5 separate regions of the Mus musculus genome follow, and regions 1, 3, 4 and 5 are each linked to region 2. Evidence: chromatin contacts called from public Hi-C and promoter capture Hi-C data. All regions are on one chromosome and are shown on one strand. Each heading gives the region's core, a stretch centred on a gene start, on an enhancer-like site or on the middle of the called end of the contact. The rest is flanking DNA. Distances are from core to core; before and after follow the strand shown. Region 1 holds the start of Rars (arginyl-tRNA synthetase). Region 2 holds the start of Npm1 (nucleophosmin 1). Region 3 holds the start of Erlec1 (endoplasmic reticulum lectin 1). Region 4 holds the start of Chac2 (ChaC, cation transport regulator 2). Region 5 holds the start of Fbll1 (fibrillarin-like 1).

Region 1 (2,700 bases), core at 39-2,538, 2.7 Mb after region 2:
AAGCTTCCAAGCAGCCACAGTTCTTCAGCCGGTCGATCTCAGCAGTCAGAGCCTTAATCTCCCTTTCCTGTAAGGGAAAGGCAACTTTTCCAGGTCAAACAAATGCTTCCCGGATAATGGCAAACCTTACCACAGACTTCCTCATTTCGCTCTCCACAACATGTGGGGTAGAAAAATGAGAATGGACTTTGCAATGATTTTACTGACGTCAGCAATCATCCTTTATGAGATGGAACTGAGTTCACATGTGTGTGCTGGGGATGAGGGACTGCGGGGCAGAGAATATAACTCAGCCAAGTGTGCATGGCAGTACACATCTCCAGTCCTAGCAGTTGAGAGGCTGTGAGTTGAAAGTCCAGGGCCAGAGTCAAACACGGAAGTCTCTTCTTTAGCTAGGTGCATCCTGATTTAGTCAGAGTACAAGTTTCTGGCTTTACTACCTGTGTTGCTAAATCTAATGACTTGGGACTAAAAAAAACCAAACCAAATCAAAAACGACAAAACAAACCAACAAACATCAGTAGGAGTTGGGGACTTGCACCCCTCAGTGCTGCTTGCCACACATAGGCCTTGGCTCTGGGTTAGATCCCGAGACAAAAAGGAGTCAATCCATCTTTTGTCATATTCGAAATCACTCAAGTGTCCGTCTTTGCCTTTTCTGGGTCTACGTAAACTTCATATATATATGGTTTTTTTTTTCCCCATCTCTCCAAGATCTGCTACTATTCACTGGACTCAGCAGTAAAGAGCTTGTCCATTTATTTTGCACCTCGGGGATGATTTGCATAAAAGCAGTTATTGTCCAGGGAAGACTTAGACAAACTGAGTTCCTAACGCTAGTGTCTAGGCCCGAAAAAGAAAAGGGGCTGGTCTTACTTTCGTTTTTCAAAATTGTGACACTGTTCCAGACCAACACTGGCGGCTTCTTGGGAAGTTTCCGGCTGGGTCTCAGGGCACACCTGTCCTGCTCTAACCTGGCCTGGGCGACCAGCAGAGTGAGCCTCGCTCGCTGTCCACCCTCTCTTCTCTGAGTGACAGTCGCACGACCCGGCCAAGAGGAAAGGGCCAGCGGAGCAGCAAGGCTTCGCAAGCCCCGAGGTCCCGGACTGGGGTCGCCGCGGCCGCCTGTGGAAGCCACTGCGGACTCTGCCCCGCCGCCGCCCGCTCCAGAGCCCTCCGCCCCGCCCAGGGACAAACCTGCTGCAGCAACCGCGCGGAGCACTGAGCCACCAGACCGTCCATCCTCTCGTCAGCGACTCACATGCCAAGCGGCCGGAAGCGGAAGTGTCTAGTTTGGGCCGGAAACGGAAATTCCTACCCGGGTAAGTCACTGTTTTTGGTTTTTCAGGGCGCGCCCTCTGCTGCCCCCTAACGGGATCCAGGAGACACTGCGAGAGAGGCGGGGAGCAGGCCAAAGCAACCTACCCTCTGCTTGGAGGCATGGCGCGGGCATGGGCACAGAACCCATCCCTCTTTTGTTTTGATTTTTTGTGTTTTTTGTTTTTGTTTTTTTCGAGACAGGGTTTCTAGCCCTGGCTGTCCTGGAACTCCCTCTGTAGACCAGGCTGACCTCGAACTCAGAAATCCACCTACCTCTGCCTCCCAAGTGCTGGGATTAAAGGCATGCGCCACCACTGCCTGCAACTCATCCCTCTGTTAAACAGGCATTTTTGTTGTTGTTCACATTAAGGTGCTAGATACTCTCTCCAGGATGTGAAGATGTTTAGAATGTATGATAAAAAAAGGTCCTTAAACTAATGGAGACTGCCTGAAAGGGGAAAGAGAAAACAATGGCTTTCCTTTTCATTGTATGTGTAGTGCGCGCGTGCACGCGCACATGTGCATGTGTAGACTTTTTGTATTCCACTCTGACCTTTGACTCTCCATCCTCCTGCCTCAGCCTCCTTACCAGGCAAACAATGTTTTAATTACCAAGAAAGGAAGGTGGTACAATGACTTGAGCCAGGCAGCCTCTTGGAGCATCTCTCAGGCTCTTCTGTTCGTTTGAAAGATGTAGCCCAGGGTAGTCTTGCATTTAGCTGAGCTTCTGATCTTTTGTCTTGAACTTCTGATCTTTTTCTTTCCACCTTCCAAGGGTCGTGGTAACGTGGTTTTACCACCAAGATGGATTTAGTTCACGTTAAAATTTACTTATCTTCATCCTAAACAATAATATCTATGAATCCATGGGCTGAGTGTGTGGGCTAAAGATGCTACATATTAAATAAATATAGGACTTGAGAGGTGGCTCAGTGGTTGAGAGCACTGGCTGTTTTTTTTTCCCCCAGAGGTCCTAGTTTGATCCCAGTATTCACATGGCAGCTCACACTCACCTATGAACATGTAGTTCCCTGGGATTTGATGCTCTCTCCTGGTGTGCAAGCATACATGCAGACAAAACACCCATATACATAAAATAGATAAACTTTCAAAAACAATCAACATATTATTATAGATAATAAAGAATGCAGCCATATCTACCTGTGTTTTCTTTTTGCTAGGTAGAGCGGGCTGGCCTAAAACTCAAGCATTTCCTGTGTTCTGGGATTACATCTGCTGCCTCTCCGGGCCTATAGTTTTCTATATTGTCACCAGTGGTACCTATACCCACTTTGAGAAAATGCTGCATTAAGGCACTTGGCTATCACCACAGCACATAAAAAAATGTTAAAAACACACACACACACACACACACAACAC
Region 2 (2,700 bases), core at 3-2,502:
TGGGTGTAGGGTAGGCAGCAAGACTATAGATGTGATCCCCAAAAGCCTTGATGCTAAAGCGAATCTTGTCTGTTCAACAGATCCTTCCCTCTCCCCACCCCAAGAAAAAGTAGTTCTAGATAGAGCCAGGTAGATGATTTAAGGGTACTCCTAACATTAAGCCACGTGGGCCATCAGTACAGCTATCTGCAACGTGATGCTGACTCCGCCTACCAGAGGCAAATTAAAAAGGGGGGGCTCCATCACTGTGGATACTGAAAGATATGAACAAAGATCTCAAAAACCCATACGCCACGGGCTATGAAATAAACATTTCCCTCCCAGAACTTTTAACTAAGCCACAAGATCCCACGGCTGAAGGTTGGCTAGAGTCGGAGAGCCCGGATGTAGAGCCCACACCCCCTCCCTAACCCCCAACCACGTGGCAACCACGTGCTCCTAGGGGTTGCTGCCCCTTCTGCCTCAGGGCGCCTGCTCGGACCATTCCCCGTTACTGGGCGAAGCCCTCGGTCGCCACAGAATACAAGATGCGGCCCCTGGAAAGCCCAGCGCCTGCAGATGTATCCTCCCCAACAGGGCGGAGGTAGGCCTCGCCTCGCTCCACAGGCCCCTTTCTCCCGTGCCGCCTGCCGTGGCTCAACACAAGAGGAAAAAAAGGAGCTCGGAAGCGACCGTGCGGGCTTTCGTGCACAGGAGAAACGCCTCTCAAGTTCGCGCCACAGGCAAGGTCGCACCCTCGCCGGCCGGCCGGCCGCTCCTAACACCCGAGGCTACAGGCTGGGCCGCTCCCGCCCCATTTTCCGGCGGCTTTCCTAGTGTTCAGGCCGCTGCTTCTAAGGCCTGGGAGATTCCTCCTTGCTCTCCGGCCTCCACCTACGCCGCGTTCCCCACACGCCAGGCCTCGGCTGGGCTCCCGCCCCCCCCCCCATCACCAGGCCCTGCACACGCTTCCCCCTCCAGTCAGTTACCGAAAAGGTAGTTCTGAGGCCTAAGAGGACTCATGTCCATATCCATCGAGTCTTCCATGAGGTGGAGGCGCGCACTTCGGTGTGGGAGAAGCCGGACGGAAAACAACTGCCTCCTGTTCCACAGAACAGACGCGCAGGACGGAATCACGCCAAGGAAAGGACGCGGGCTCTCCGCACGTATATATGGTCGCAGGAGATCTCGCGAGATCTGCGCTAGTCCTGCCTCCGCGAGCCTCCTCTGGATCCCTCCCACTCCCCGCACAGTCGCGCTTTTGCGCGTGCGCCTTTCATCCTCACGCCTAGGTACCTCGCCCCCCTCCTCCTCCAGGTGCTTGGCGGGCTCTCACTGCGCACGCGCGTTCGTCTCTGGCCCCGTCCCTCCACTACTGTCGCCCAAGCGCAGGCGCGTTTTCTCTTTGTGGCCTCGCTCTGGGTTTTCAGGGCTTCCACGTCTTCTCCGCTCGTGCTCGCGGGCCCAGGGCCGAGAGCGTGCGCAGCCCACCCTGAAAGATGGCGGCTGCAGCCAGGGAACCACAGAGCGTCTCTTTTCTCCACCCTCCGTTCCCCGTAGGCCTGGAACAAGCATAATCACCTCAGGATTTGGCTTGCTCGAAGGCTTGCTCTTCGTTTTCACGTAGCTTCAGGAGCCCAGGGCGGAGTGGCTGGATCTAGGCTACTTTCCCCGCAGCCATGCTTTTGCACCTCTTTTCTGAGGCAGCATTTTCAAAACGAAAATTATCAGCTTTATGTCATTTGGGGACCAAAGAGAAACCCAGTCAGTCGCCTCCAAAGAGCATCTTTCTAAAACTTTAGAGCGTGCAGAACTGAGAAAACGCAGGCCGTCTTCATCATTCCAAATGAAGGCCTATCGCTTTTTTAGAAATTCATGAGCCTTAATACGAATCTTCGGCTGGGAATTAGCGCTTTAAAATGAATCCTGACGAACATCCCTCAGCGTTGGGTGCTTTCTGACAGCGGCCCTAATCTTTTTATCTCAACATGGAGCTAGCATATTTAAGAATTTGGGGGAGGAATGTAGATAATGGTACCAATGTTTGTAGACTCCAGAGACGTGTCAGATATAAATGCATGTGAGCCCATTACGTATCAAATCCTAAATTCGGAGATATCTGTCAATATGTGAATTTCAGTTTGCAACTATAAGGAAAAAATCATGAAACTTGGAAGAATTGTGTGTGTAAATAAACAGAGAAAAAAAAAAAAAAAGTCGGGCGTGGTGGCGCACGCCTTTAATCCCAGTTTGCGGGAGGCAGAGGCAGGCGGATTTCTGAGTTCGAGGCCAACCTGGTCTACAGAGTGAGTTCCAGGATAGCCAGGGCTATACAGAGAAACCCTGTCTCGAAAAACCAAAATAATAATAATAATAAAATAAACAGAGATAGACTGGGTATAGTGTGGGAAAGAACGGGTGAACAGAATTTGACCATCCAAACTGAGAAGGTGCAGGAGGAAGCATTGATACCCCTTGAGCCTGTGCAAGCCAGACAGTTTGATTGTTTCTGGATTCTGAAGCTTATTTAAATGCAGCTCATGCTGGTTTAATCCCAGCACTCTGGAGGCACAGGCAAGTGGATCAGGAGTTCAAGACCAGTGGTCTACAGAGCAAGTTCCAGGATAGGCAGGACTACACAGAGACTCAGTTCTTCCTGCCTCCCCGAAACTTTAGGTGCCTTAGTTGTCACTGAATGATGCCACATGCTTAGGTACAATG
Region 3 (2,700 bases), core at 126-2,625, 2.2 Mb before region 2:
ACAAAGGTTCCTCAAGTAAATTGACCAGTTCTACTGAAGATTGTTAAAGCACATTTTCAGATGTAGGCAAAATAGTGTAAACATCTTTAAATGATAAGGAGGAAATTAAAAACTGTATACTGTTGTCCTATCTAACAGAAAAGATAAAGTTTGGGCTGTAAAAGAAAACTAGTAAGGCAATAGATTGAAGTTTAAATGCTAATTAATACATACATTGAGGCTATACATTGTGGCACACACCTTTAAGCCCCGCCCTCAGGAGGCCGTGGCAGGCGGATCTGTTTAAGTTCTAGTTTGCACTTGTTTACTTTTTTGGCGGTGCTGGCAATGGAATCCAGATCTAGGTGTGTGGTAAATTTGTCTGTAGTAGTTACACATGGATAGACATTTCAGCACTACAATCATTCAAAACTGAATTTCCATTCTTGTTAGATTATACACCAAAATCTCGTATTCTAGGACTGGAGAGATGCCACAGAAATTAAAAACACATTATTACTCTTCTCGGAGGGGTGAGTACAGTTCCCAGTTCTCACATTGGGAGCCTCACAGCCACTGGCTCTTTCATTCTTGCCTTTTTACACAATACACATTAATTAACGATCATAAAATCCTTTTTAATCTCATGTTCTAGAGTCCTAAATAATAGTGGTAATACATTCAAGCCTCTAGTCTATTCTGCATGGCCAGTAGTATTCCGCATATAAGCTCACTAATATCTTCCAAACCAAATAGCCCTCTCAAATGCCTTAAGGGAAAAGATTCTCAGAAGCTGTATACGTCGTTTTTAAGTGTGTGTTGGAGAGAAAGAATGAATAGAGATGGGACTCCTGTCTGTTGGACGGTTGTGCGGGTAGGGTGATGTGCTAGTTAATTCTAAAACTTCCTCCACAGAGTGGGGCTGTAGAGAAGCCAGATCTAACGTAATGAGATTTAAAGGAGGGAGATGAAGTGACCGCTGATCTCCTAGTTAGTATGGAGGGCATATCCACTTAGTGTGCTAAACGAATTAATGAATGAACGAACACACTTAGGCTTGGGGTCGATAAATGCTTGGGAAAAAAAGGTTCTGGAAGAAAAAGCTAAGGAATCGAGGGCTGGCCCGAATGCTTCGTGCCAGAAAGAGGGGAGAAGGCTGCGGCTCGTGAGGGCACTGACCAGAGAGAACTCGGTACCAGGCCAGTTGACTCGGAAGGGGATGTCGTCGCTGAGCTGGGGCAGCGCTCGGCCGCCGCCGGACGCCTCCAGGAGACCGTACAGAACCAGCAACAGTGGCCCTCCGGGGACCAGGCTCCGCAAGCCGCCGTCTCCTTCCTCCATTGCCGCGTCCTCCAGCCACCGTCACAACCTCCTCTACCAGAGGAGAACAGGAGGAGGGGAGGAGGAGGGGGAGGAAGGGGGGGAGGAGGAGGGGGAGGAGGAGGGGGAGGAGGAGGAGGAGGAGGAGGAGGAGGAGGAGGAGGAGGAGGAGGAGGAGGAGGAGGAGGAGGAGGAGGAGGAGGAGGAGGAAGAAGAGGAGGTACTACAAAGCGTCCTTAGTGCAGGGGACCCAACCGCCGCCGCCACGTCTCCTTGCAGACGGCTGGGCAAAGCCGCCTCCGCCTTACAAGGGCTTGGGGCCACCGCTTCCGGGGCAGGCAGCACATCAACATCCGGGGTTGTTGAGTCGGTGGCCTACGGAAGCCCGCGCTTGGGTCGCGTTGCATTGCGTTGCTGCTGTAGCATCCTAGCGGTTGGACTCAAACGCAGAGGCCCGGGACTGACGCCGGTTGAACGGGTCTGGAGACGGCGCTTGGACGAAGCGGCCCGGCCAGGTGAGTCCTGGCCCGCGCGCTCAGTCCAGCCGCTAGGGACTCTCGGGATTTGGGGGTGAGTGGGCGGCGGCCCGCTCTCAGAAAGCAAGTAGAGAACCGAGCTGTGCAGAGTCGAAGTAGAACTTACAGTTCCGACTGAGCTGCCTACCCTCCAGTCTTTTGCTATTTGCACTCTCCATCTTCTCTCCAGAAGCTTCTCTTAGTTTCTTTTGATGGCGACTGTTGTCACGTCTGTCTCAGATGCTGTGTGTTTGGGGACACCCCCAGTGACACCTGCCACGTCCTTCGACTTTGGCATAGATTTGTTGGGTGGCTAGGCGCGTACAGTCCTGCATTTTTACTTCAGGAGAAGTTTTCCCTCCCTTGACTCAAGTGTTGGACTGTTGTTATTTTACTTAAGTCCAGAAAGTTTATGTCAAGGCCAGAGCCAGGTGAATGTGAAGTTATGAATCAAGTTACAGCAGACTGAATATAGACAGAAAGTTTTGGTTTTTGTCCCCTTCTTGAAAAAAGAAAATAATGTCCACATTTTTTTTCATCTCCTGTGTAATAATTTTACAGTGTTTGCCATAGAACATTTGGTAAGGACTGCCCATGTTGTGGTGTTAAAATCCACTGGGAGAAGAGACTTAGACTCAATTCAAATTTAGACTAAATGAACTTATTCTTACTGTTGGCAGAAGGAAGGGAGCCATAGAGCAAATACAGCCCACCATGCAAAAGGTGAATTAAGGTGGGGCTTTAAGGAGGACATCTGAATTACATGGATTACTGATATCCATGGAGTCTACATCTGATCAGGAAAATTGTCTCACTTCTCTCAGTTGTTTCTTACTTTCTCATTATACAGTAATAAAAAAAAAAAAACCATTTTATCCCTTCCCCA
Region 4 (2,700 bases), core at 198-2,697, 2.2 Mb before region 2:
TATGGTGTTTCTGTTGATGTAAATAAACATTGGCCTCTGTTTGGGTTCCACCAGGCCAGGAAAGTCTACCTTAATTCTAAATTGACAAACTGTAGTTAGAATGGTTCTACCTCAGATGCTCTTCCTGATTTAAAGCCTGTATCTTTTGAGCAGGTACACACTGTGATCTTTCCCTTTCCTAAAATCTCTTCTGATACTTGGTTTCCAGTATTTCAGAATATTATGCTTTAGAGTATTTTTTAAAAATGGTGCTGGGAATTGAACTCGGGCAGGGCCTTGCATGCACTAGGTAAGAACTCTACTACTAAGCTATATTCCCAGACTTGTTTCTGAGCTTGAGGTCCAGGCCAGTATTGAACTTGTGATATTCTTTTGGATTACAATTTTGTACCAGCAGACTAGGCTAATTTTAAGAGTATGTTGGAGAACACAGGAACATTCAAAACCAAAGGTTAGATATTAACCAAACAAGTTACTAGTTCATACTTGTTTAACTTTTTTTTTCCACAGATTTTTTTTTTTTTTTTTTTTTTTTTTTTGTAGCCAAGGCAAATAGTGAGCTGCTTCTAACACTCTGAACCCCTGGAGAGCTGAATGCTTTATATGACCGAACTGAAAAACAGATCCAATGATTTGTATTTACATTAATAATTCAAGAGAACTATGGAGAAGGAACATTCAAATAATGGAGATTTTCAATTCATTACTCAGAACGAACTGCAAACCTCACATAACTTTGCTTATACCTCTCAATCAAAAAATCACCATGGGCATAAAAATTGGAATGACTGGAAACTAGTTCTTTCATGATCTTAGGCATTTTAAAACTAAAACATTGGAAACATAAATTGGAAATTTACAGGCACATATAAATTCAGACCAGTAAAAACCTGGCATAATATAGACATATCAACGAATTTACACACTGACCATGTGGTGACATGAAAATTCAACTTTATTATTTTGTGGGGTGGCAGAGGTTGCCAAGATAAGGGTGCTGTCCTGGCCACTTCAGCCTTGGGCGAGCTCCCTGTGCCCGTGCTTTCTGCTTTAGAAACTAATTACTGGCTTCTGAAGCGGCCTAAGGATATCCACTTCTTGAGAGAGGCAAGGGCAGGTGGCCAATGAAGTTGAGAGCTTTATCCTGTTCCAGTGCTCTGCTGGGTAGGTGGGCATGAGGCGCTGGCTCCTTACCTTGCCTGGGACCCCGCGGTGGTCCGTGCTACCTTGCCAGAAGCGCCGACTGTAGTTTGTGATGTAACCAACCAGCTTGTCCTGGTAGGGGAAGTCCACCTTCCAGATGAGGGACCCATAACCAAACACCCACATCTTTCTGGACCCTGACCGGCACTCGGACTTCAGAACGAGACTGCTACCGAGGGGAGTAACCGGCTGCTGGGGCAGTGCCAGGCGCTCTGGCTTCGCCTGATGTGCGGCGCAAAGCACACTGGGTTTTCAGAGCTTCTATGGTGCGGGAGGGGTGGGGGTAGGGAATGGGAGGCAGGGGACTACATTACCCACAATTCTTTAGAGTTTTACGACTCTCGAGTTGGAGCAGCACCCCTCCCACCTTTTTTTCTAGTGAGAATTGAAAGAGGAGAAAAGGCAGGACTCCTGTCTTATAGGGCACCACAATTAGCACGTAGTCATTTTGTTGTGCTTTGAAAATTGGCTAGCTGCCCACATCAAACAGCAGCCAGAGTGGCAGATCCCGGAAGTATAATATCTGTATGACCAAGTCCTGTGTCCTTTGCTTTTAAATAGAAGCAAAACAGTAGTTTTATGTGTGTGAAAAAGCAACTGGATTCTAATGGAAGTTGCTTATCAGATTGGGGGGAGGGGGGGAAGAACGGGACTGTTTAAGCATGATGAAGGAGAGAGGTTTTTATACAGTAAGAGACATCTGGAACAGTTCACAGTGGGCAGGACCAAACTGAGCTGTGCCATGTGAGAAGAGGGAGGGAAAGAAAGATGAGAGAGAGGGACTAGGTGCAGCAGCCTGGAGGCTCAAAAGGGATTTGGTTGGATTATATAGGAAAGGGCTGCTGCTAGAAGGTCAGCCCAGCCCTAGGGATGGAAAAGTTTAGAGTAGGGGTTGGGGTATGCCAGCAGGAGGGTCCTGAAATAGATCAGGACCGAAGGATGCAGGAAGAACTTGGCAGTCAGTGCCTATTATGATGTTAAGTAGGCACCTCAGCCATTTTTCTCACTTTTGAAACCTACCACTTATTTAAACTTCAAAGAACAGTTTGTTCAGTCTTAATCTCGGAGGCTCAGAGACGAGCAGGTGCACTCTCCCATTACATTACTTCACCAGTGGCTTTTACAGTGCTGCTTATAGAATCCTTTTCTTTTCTCAGGTGAATGGCTGCTGTTTTGTTTAATAAGAAACTTTGAGGATAATGAATATTCTTTACTGAACACTTAATTTGGATGGTTGAGGAGAATTCTTATATTTAGTTTAAAATGTATTGTTTTTCCTGGATTTCCTTCTTAACTCTTAAGTATTTTCATTGCCTCCCCATCAGACAGTTCTATTCTTGCAGAACTATGGCAGGACACCTTAAATTTTAGATAAAAACACTAGTGGGAAAATATGTAGAACCACTGTTGACTATTGGGAAACATATTTTCTTAGTCTTCCTTTGGGTTGTGTTCTTTGTATTCTTAAGATTATAATATTTTATGTATTTGAATTTC
Region 5 (2,700 bases), core at 61-2,560, 2.6 Mb after region 2:
TGGCTTCAAGTTCTCCTGTTGCAGCTTCCTCACCTCAGAAGCAAACACGGCCTCGGCAGACGCTGTGGAGTCGATGCAGTTGGCCTTGATGGAAATGAGAAAGTGGCCTCCGTTGCGCAGAAAGGTGTGGGCGTTAAGCGCCACGATGCGCGACTGATCTGGCTGGGCCACATCGGCGAAGATCACGTCCACCATGCCAATGAGCATGCGATACTTGAGCGGGTGCCGGGCATCTTCCAGCACCGGGATGATGTTGGTGCGCTTCTTGGCCACGTTGACCAGATCGCGGCCGGCGCGATGGGAGAATTCAACCGCATAGACCAGGCCGTCGGGGCCGATGATGTCGGAGACGTGTGAGACAGTGGTTCCGGAGGCGGCGCCCAGGTACAACACTTTGGACTTGGGCTTGATGTGGATCTGGTCCACGCCGCCCAGGATGGCCGCTGCCAATTTGGAGCGGAAGGGATTCCACGTGCGGTACTCCTGTTTCTCCCCGTTCTCCATCACGGTGACGCGCTTCTCGCCGTACACCGAGACTCCAGGCACCATGTTCAGTGTGACCAGAGCATCCTCCGCGCCGCGGTAGATGAACACGCCCTCGTGCCGATGCGGCTCCACCGACACCGTGATGCCCTTCTTGCGGCGGTTCTTGTTCTTGCCTGGACCGCCGCGTCGCTGCCTGTCGCCGCCGCCGCCCCCGCCGCCCCCGCCGCCGCCTCGTCCCCGGCCCCGGCCGCCGCCGCTGGAGCCGCGTGTGCGTGCCCCGAAGCCGCCTTTGGTCCCTGAGCCCGTGTCACCTCCCTTGCTGCCTCCCTTGCCGCCACCCCAGCCCCAGCCGCCGCGGCCGCCCGCGGGTTTCATGGCCCCCGCAGCTCTCAGGAACTGCCGCGGTGGTCGGGGATCGCGAGGGACCCGGGCGGTTGCTGCGGAATGGGGACAAATTGTTGGCGGCGGCTGCCCGCAGGATTAGCCGCAGCGGGATGCAGGGGGCCGCGGTGCGCACATCCCCGGATCCACGCTTTGACGCGGTGACTTGCGTGATTGCATCACAGCCGTTTTGTAGCCCCTGTAGCCCCGGAAGCCCCCCTGCACCAGCTGCGCGCAGACACAGCCTGCTCACTTGTAACCCTTTGCCTTCTCTCGAGTCTGCTGGTATTTATTCTCTGCTTTCCCAGGGACTCCAGCTTCTTTCCCTGGATCTCGCAGTGGCCAAGCGTCTCTGTGGCAGAGAGATGGGAAGCGCGCATCCACTAGTCCTTGAGTTTCTTAGTTTCTTGCTCTCCCGTGTGTCAGCAGGAAACCTATGTGTAACCTAAATCATATGGCACTTACTTCAGAAAAAAAAAAAAAAAGGAAATTACTTCGATGTTTCGTCTGTGCTTTAAAAACCATTCTTTCATCCAAACCTTGAGGAACTGGAGGAAGAAATGGGCAGCACCGCGGATAGAAACCCAGACGTCCCTACATAGGCTTTAGCGTCCAGTCAGCACCAGGGACAGCTACCTCAAACACGTCTCTTCTGACCACTATTGGTGGCTTTGGGGCCAAGCTGGACTTCTGTGTAGCTGATCTAAGCACATGTCTGACCTCCCTGTTAGTGGAATTAAGTGCCAAGTCCAGGGAGATGGTGTTGGGCCCCCAAGGGCCCAAGTGTTGAGAACGCGACCCCCAGAAACACACAGCTTGACGGCAGAACGCTGCAACAATGACAAGAGGTTTTTATTCTAACGTGCGTGGAATAAAACCATGGGGGGGGGGGGCGTTGCTCAGCCTCGCAGGGAGAGTAAACCCCGATTGTCAAAAGTACATCTTTTTTATAATCTTTGAAAGGGGGGCACCTCACAGTGATATCATTATTGGCTAGCAAAGCAATAGTGTATTTTTAATTTTAGTGATCAGCTGTTGATGTGCCAGAAAACTTCGTCAGCAAGGTTAGGACAGTATGTGGTTTATTGTGGAATTCAAACTGAGGCAGGATTTCCAAGGACTGTTATCTGTGTTATAGCTAATTTTTGAGAACTGCTAATCTTGCTCTGGTCAACTGTGGTCATCATGACCTCTTAGTCAGTCCTCTCAGATGGGGAAGGGCCCGGGTGGTATTGAACTATTGAACTTGCTTATATTGGCAGGGAAAGGGAAAATTCCTCAAGCAGCAGGGGGAAGGGAAAAGCTTTTGCAAATAGCTTTGGTGCACATTAGCCAAGCTAAAAACTATATTTCTTCAGTGGAATGCACCTAAGAACTAGAACATGACACAGGGAGAGGATATTAACTCCCCATATGTGCACACATTAATCTCCTCTCCTGTCTCACATCCACAGACAGCAATGGCAGGGCTGTTCACCCCTGAGTATTATAAGACTTTCTTGATGAGGGCCACAAGTCTGCATGAGGATATAGAGAAGGTGGCAGAGGAAGAAATGCAGGATTCCTGTGATAGCTTGTTCGTGGGAAACACTCTAATTACAATTTGAAGAGTATTCTCTAAAATGAGTTACATTTGCTGTCTTGGTTGTGTTTCCACCAATCAGACCTTGTAATGACTAGTTTTTGCATATATTTGAATTGGCCATGGGATGCTCAGATACTTAATCAAATATTATTCTGGTTGTTTCTGGGCAGTGATTGGATGAGGTTATCATTTACATTTGTCAAGTAAAACAGATTGTCCTGCATTGTGTGGGTAAGTTTCATTTGATC

What was found. Promoter capture Hi-C pulls out the DNA fragments that hold promoters and counts their contacts. A called contact is a pair of places that touch in the nucleus more often than the background predicts.
Region 1: a Hi-C map of B cells shows a contact between it and region 2, with 8 read pairs. The contact joins the promoter of Rars here to the promoter of Npm1 in region 2. A contact is called at or near these places in 2 of 39 promoter capture datasets (embryonic stem cells and pre-B cells), 3 of 484 Hi-C or Micro-C datasets (B cells, CD4 T cells and pre-megakaryocyte-erythroid progenitors), 2 of 115 datasets of contacts at active chromatin or transcription factors (embryonic stem cells and extraembryonic endoderm stem cells) and 2 of 9 other capture datasets (adipose tissue and liver).
Region 3: a Hi-C map of CD4 T cells shows a contact between it and region 2, with 5 times the contacts expected there. The contact joins the promoter of Erlec1 here to the promoter of Npm1 in region 2.
Region 4: a contact with region 2 is called in a Hi-C map of CD4 T cells, with 10 times the contacts expected there. The contact joins the promoter of Chac2 here to the promoter of Npm1 in region 2. A contact is called at or near these places in 1 of 484 Hi-C or Micro-C datasets (CD4 T cells) and 1 of 115 datasets of contacts at active chromatin or transcription factors (pro-B cells).
Region 5: a contact with region 2 is called in a promoter capture Hi-C map of embryonic stem cells, with 3 times the contacts expected there. The contact joins the promoter of Fbll1 here to the promoter of Npm1 in region 2. A contact is called at or near these places in 2 of 39 promoter capture datasets (embryonic stem cells and pre-B cells), 1 of 115 datasets of contacts at active chromatin or transcription factors (large pre-B cells) and 2 of 9 other capture datasets (adipose tissue and liver).

The regions. Positions count from the first base shown.
Region 1 is chr11:35,833,240-35,835,939 of GRCm38.p6, forward strand. Rars (arginyl-tRNA synthetase) reads right to left here and starts at 1,289. Exons shown (of 15, transcript NM_025936.3): 1 at 1,198-1,289; 2 at 1-67. The coding sequence starts at 1,242.
Region 2 is chr11:33,161,954-33,164,653 of GRCm38.p6, forward strand. It overlaps Npm1 (nucleophosmin 1), which reads right to left and starts at 1,253. Exons shown (of 11, transcript NM_008722.3): 1 at 969-1,253. The coding sequence starts at 1,026.
Region 3 is chr11:30,952,756-30,955,455 of GRCm38.p6, forward strand. Erlec1 (endoplasmic reticulum lectin 1) reads right to left here and starts at 1,376. Exons shown (of 14, transcript NM_025745.3): 1 at 1,159-1,376. The coding sequence starts at 1,320. It overlaps Asb3 (ankyrin repeat and SOCS box-containing 3), which reads left to right and starts at 1,643. Exons shown (of 10, transcript NM_023906.3): 1 at 1,643-1,814.
Region 4 is chr11:30,984,918-30,987,617 of GRCm38.p6, forward strand. Chac2 (ChaC, cation transport regulator 2) reads right to left here and starts at 1,448. Exons shown (of 3, transcript NM_026527.3): 1 at 1,195-1,448. The coding sequence starts at 1,329. All of the region lies in intron 1 of Asb3 (ankyrin repeat and SOCS box-containing 3), which reads left to right.
Region 5 is chr11:35,797,574-35,800,273 of GRCm38.p6, forward strand. It overlaps Fbll1 (fibrillarin-like 1), which reads right to left and starts at 1,311. Exons shown (of 1, transcript NM_001004147.3): 1 at 1-1,311. The coding sequence starts at 861.